Linked DNA regions of Columba livia: region 2 is linked to region 1. The links are chromatin contacts, called in public Hi-C maps. All regions are on one chromosome and are shown on one strand. Each heading gives the region's core, a stretch centred on a gene start, on an enhancer-like site or on the middle of the called end of the contact. The rest is flanking DNA. Distances are from core to core; before and after follow the strand shown.

What was found. A called contact is a pair of places that touch in the nucleus more often than the background predicts.
Region 2: a Hi-C map of liver shows a contact between it and region 1, with 2.6 times the contacts expected there. The contact joins the promoter of FIGLA here to the promoter of ANTXR1 in region 1. A contact is called at or near these places in 2 of 2 Hi-C or Micro-C datasets (crop and liver).

What each region holds. Positions count from the first base shown.
Region 1 is chr25:4,265,659-4,268,358 of bColLiv1.pat.W.v2, reverse strand. ANTXR1 (ANTXR cell adhesion molecule 1) reads right to left here and starts at 1,270. Exons shown (of 18, transcript XM_065040687.1): 1 at 802-1,270.
Region 2 is chr25:4,622,084-4,624,783 of bColLiv1.pat.W.v2, reverse strand. It overlaps FIGLA (folliculogenesis specific bHLH transcription factor), which reads right to left and starts at 1,310. Exons shown (of 5, transcript XM_065041122.1): 1 at 905-1,310. The coding sequence starts at 1,129.

The sequences.
Region 1 (2,700 bases), core at 21-2,520:
CTATACTGACTACATTTCACATAATCCTGCAGGATTTAAAAAGAAATCCCATAGGTATTGCAGGTGTATTTCTGTGGCTCTGAGAAGTTTCTTTGGTTTGTAAGCCAGCTGAAGTTTCCTTTTTGTTCATGTATGTTTGCAATAAAATGCACACACTACTACTAAAAAGTTTCCTTCTGCTCCCTGCTAGGACTGGTGTGTGCTAAGGCAGGGAAATCAGCTGCTTTGGCCTGAGATGGGCCAAAGTGAACTCTGTCTCCTCCCCAACTGCTGCAGAATAAACCTCTGGAGACGGGTGGGAGGGGAACAGAAACTGCGGGATGTTGCACGGCTGGTGTTCTGAGAGAGAGATTTGTATTCACTGGGTAACCCAGGGCATCCTGCCATCTTCGTTAGAACAGATGAAATAATCTTTAAGTTAAGGTTTTGAGCAACAGTGAACACACCTTACTACAGTTTTAGCCTCTAACGGCCTGTCACAGAAACACCCAGAAATCAACATAGGCAGGTGATAAGCTCCAAACATTCTAACCAGAACTGCTTAGTAGAGAAACCACCTAGAAATGGAATTTATCCTAAAGTATTCAGCACTCCAGCAACATTTAATAAGCTGCGCGTTCAATATACCAGTTGGACATATTATTACCATACCAGCACACAAGAAGAATGAGCCACATCATGCTGGAATGCACTCACAAAAAGAAGAGGCCTCCTTCACTCAACGGCGCCCAGAAGAAATAATTGATGGGCTGGCGTGGGTAAGGGCTCACTCAAGGATATATCCAGAAGGAAATCACTCACCAAAGAGAAAGTGAGGGCTCTCCATCCCAGGAAGGCTCCTCAGATGGCGTCCCTGATGGCAGGAGAGGGCTCTGCTGGGAGTCCTGCTGCTCCCAGAACACAACTCCAAGCGAGCTGTGGCTGCAGCCCCGTTTTATAATAAAGCCAGGTCGATCTGGCTGTGATAAGTACACGCATGGTCCAGAGGCTTCTCTGGGCCTGGGCATCTCATTGGCCGAGGAGCCGTCTGTTGTTCAGCGAGGGAGGGTCATGAATACTTCAGGGTGAAGGTCTGGGTATTCAGTTTCCTTTTGTGTGCAAACTGACCCTGTGACAGAGAATCACTGAAAAGGTTCCAGAATGACTTGTCAACACACATTATTTTAGAGAAGAGTGTTTTTGCGGTATAAAGTCCCCGTTCGCAGTCCCGCCAGCGCGGCGCAGGGCAGGGGCAGCGGCGGCGGGAGACGCTGAGGGGCCGCCGGGCCCTGAGGGGAGAAAAAGGGGCGGGACAAAAGGCGGGAAGAGGCGGCTGAGGCGGCGGCGGGGCCGGGGCTGCTGCGCCGCAGGGACCCGCAGGGCCAGCCCCGCACTTGTCGCGTTCCGCTTCATTCGCTTACAGCAGTTTAAGTATTTTTGTTCGCAAAAGACTCTTGTTAGGCGTCTTGTTGGTGTCTCGAATGAGAATATCTCTTCTTCTGCTTAAAACAAAAAAAAATTCCCTCAGAGATCAGGCTGTCTCAGCATCCTGAATGTGAGAAAAGCAGCGCAGCAGAACTGAGGAGAAAGTCCTGTGACTTTGTAATGCTAATGGGTGGCCTTTGCAATTGAAAGGACAGTTTCAATTAAACGAGGAAGGGTGAAGAGCAGTTTTTCCAGGCAGCCCGAGTTTCTGAAGTGATGTTTGTAGATCATGGAAGTTGTGTTTAGTGGTAAAGCTTGGGCCTCCTCCTTGTTGAGCAGGATCTTTTCTTGCAAGGTGAGCAGCTCCACATTTCTGCGCTGTTAAGAATATCTATCTGTCTATGTGCAGACATGGAGAGTTTGAGAGTCCCAGTATTGCCGTCTCTTCAGGTTCACCGGGGGCTTGGCTGCCACGTCTCTGCTCAGCAATCTCTTTTTGAGTCCCCTTCTCTTCCTCGGCAGTCTAAATTTGAATCCATTGAAATCTGAATAATTATTATCATTGTGAAATGTCATGAGAGCCCCGTCAGTGCAAGAAACCTGCCAGAATGTGATATGACAAATTCCTGTGGTCTGTAAGCAGCAGACACTTTGCTTCGTTGGTTAGTACTGGAATATGGGATTTCCTTCTGACAGACCACTCAATGCTCAGAAGCTCATTTAGATGCTTATTGTGAATGTATGAGATTTAATCACCAACTATGCAGATACAAAAAGTTCCGCTTTCCTGTGGGACCAGTATCACAGCACTCTGACACACGGCATTTGACATATGTGAAAAAAAACTAATAAAATATAGTAGTAAATAGCATCAAATTAATACGTCAAACCTCCAGGAAGTTTCTTTGAAGTAATGGTAACCAAGCCTCTGTGTTACAGTGAAGCAAAATAGCATTGAAAAATTAAGAAAATCAGCAGATTGACAGGAAATTATTTTGATGAAACTGTTTATTTCAACGAAAATGTTTCAGATGGTGAATAAAGCTGAATAAAGCACTCCACACCTGCAGAAATTACCATGGCCCGTGATATAAACATAACTTGGACTTCCTTCATGAGTTTAAACTTTTCACACACATACATATTTATTGATCTGGAATCTAAGAAAGGCAATTTCTCAAGTCTCTTGCTCCATACATTGCAATTACTGTCAGAAAGAAATCATAGCTCATACAAAGAAATGGCAGCACGTGTTTCAGCAGCACGTGGTTCAGAAGCATGTGGTTTCAGCAGTAG
Region 2 (2,700 bases), core at 61-2,560, 360 kb before region 1:
TCCCCAGGATTAAACTGGTCCCCCCCAAAGAATTAAATCGAGGCCCCCCACTCACATTAAACTGAGTCTCCACCATTAAACCAGGCCTCACCCAGGATAAAACTGGGTCCCCAGGACTAAACCAGGGCCCCTCAGGATTAAACTGTGTCCCCAGGATTAAACAGGGGTCCATTCAGCATTAAACCGAGACCCCTCCAGAATTAAACTGTGTCCCCAGCATTAAACTGGGTCCCTAGGATTAAAGCAGTGCCTCCTCCAGCATTAAACTGTGTCCCCGGACTAAACTGTGCCCCCAGCATTAAACTGGGACCTCTCCAGCATTAAACTGGGTCCCCAGAATTAAAGCAGGGCCTTCTCCAGCATAAACTGTGCCCCCGGGCTAAACTGGACCCCTCCAGGATTAAACTGTGCCCCCAGGATTAAAGCAGGGCCTCCTCCAGCATTAAACTGTGGCCCTGAACCAAATTGGGCCCCTCCAGGATTAAACTGTGCCCCCAGCATTAAACTGGGTCCTCAGAATTAAAGCAGGGCCTCCTCCAGCATTAAACTGTGTCCCTGGACTAAACTGTGCCCCCAGCATTAAACTGGGTCCCCAGAATTAAAGCGGGGCCTCCTCCAGCATTAAACTGTGTCCCTGGACTAAATTGGGCCCCCTAAGGATTAAACTCTGTCTCCAGGTTTAAACCAGGGCCCCAGGATTAAACCGGGCTCTCTAGGATCAACCCAGGGCCCCCCAAATGCAGGACCCCCCATAACCTGCTACCGAGCAACCTCAGGGTGTCCCCGACTCAAGGTGACCCCGAGTGCCACCACCATGAGACATTTGCCTCCCACAATTTGCACCCAACCCTGCATGGTTTGGTATTTTTGGGGGTGCAGAGGGTGTTTTTGGGGGCGCCCTCACCCTCTCACGCTCCTTGGCGTTGGCCGCTCGCCGTCGCTCCAGCGCCTCGGCGGGGTCCCCGGTGTGCTCGTAGCCGCCGGCCGGGCCGCGGCGCAGGCGGGCGATGGCGGCGGCGCGGGGCAGGGGGCCGTGGCGCTGCCGCAGCACCAGCTCCAGCACCTCGGGGGCCGGCGTGGGCAGCACAACCCCCAGCACCTGCCCCCCAAAACCACTGGGCTCCCCCATCCCTAGAGAAGCCACAAATCCCACACCACAAGCTCAGCTCTCCCTAAACCCAAGAAAATACCTAAAGAAGAGCCTTAAATACCCCAACGAGCTGCAGGTGCGGCCCAGCTGGGCTAACGAGGGGGTGGGGGCTCGGCTGTGCCTCAGTTTCCCCACTTAGTGCCTGCAAATGCCACTTTGACCCAAAAAGCGACCCAAAATTGTCCCCTGGAGCACCGGCAGGGGACAAGGCCAGGCTGGGGATGGGCAGCGGTGTTGTCCTGCAGAACCAGGGGTTTGGTTGGGGGCTTCGTGTGTCCCTAAAAATGCAGGAAAGAAACTGTTTTGGGTGAGGAAAATGGAAATATGAGGGTGTATTATAATAACGGTGTTTCGGTAGATGGCGGTGTTAGTCCGGGCAACGCCGAAACCTCGGCACGGCCGGAAAAATGGGATAATTCCCCTTTTGCCACCAAAACCATGGTCAGAGAGCAAGGCTGGAGGAGCATATTGCAAAGAAACCCACAAGTAAGCCCCCAAACGAGCCTCGCGGACACCTGGAAGGCAAACGAGCTTTTATTAGAACCTCAGAAAACCCAATTTTTCCCTCTTTAATGCTCTGTAATGAGCTTCCCTGCCTGCAGCCAGATCCGGATAATCACGTTATTACTGCCCCGATCTGGGGGAGCAGATCTGACATGTTAATCCGAGGGCAGGTGGGTTTAAAACCCCCCCCACAAAAGAAGGTCTGTGCTTGTTTGGTCACTTTTACTCATTAGAAGCATCCAAGGGGAAATTGGGGGCTGCCAAAATCCACCCCCACAACAGTGGGTGTTTGCTCCTTTCCCCTTGTTTTACAGCTGGGAAAGTTGCTCCAGTTTGGCTGTTTGTGGCTTAAAAATTGAGGGGAAAATGGGAATTTGGGGGAGGCTCCACGGGGGTGGGAGATGGAGGGTTTGGGGGCTGCTGGTGCAATTGGGGTTTGTAGGAATCGCGCCCCAAGGGGGAGTGGGGAGACTGGGGTGGGGGGAAATTAGGGGTCAAGGTTACTAGGGATCAAGGTTACTAGTGGTCAAGGTTATTTGGGTCAGGGTTATTAGGGGTCAAGGTTATCAGGGCTCAGGGTTATTAGGTCACTGTGCTTTTTAGAGGTCACAGCTATTAAAAGTCATGGTTATTAGGGACCACGTTGTTTAGGGACCACATTGTTTAGGGGTCACTGTTGTTAGGGACCATTTTTTTGGGGGTCACGGTTATTAGGGGTTGGGGTTATTAGGGGTCGTGTTTTAGGGATCACAGTTATTAGGGACCATGATTATCAGGAGTTGCAGTTATTAGGGACCAGAGTTATCAACCCCTGCTCGCAGCAAACACAGGACAGAATCTGCAGCAGATGAAGATGCTGCAAAGCCAGACAGGTTTATTTTCCTTTCCTTTTCCCCTCTATTTTCTGTTTCTGCCAACACAGCCCCCCAAAAGCACGGCGGCCTTGCAAGCTCGTGGGAGCGGTGAATGGGTGGGGGGGAAAGGGCAGAGCCCCCCCAGCAACAAAGCCTCACCAGCGGTTGTAGATAAGGCTTGAGTTGTGCCAA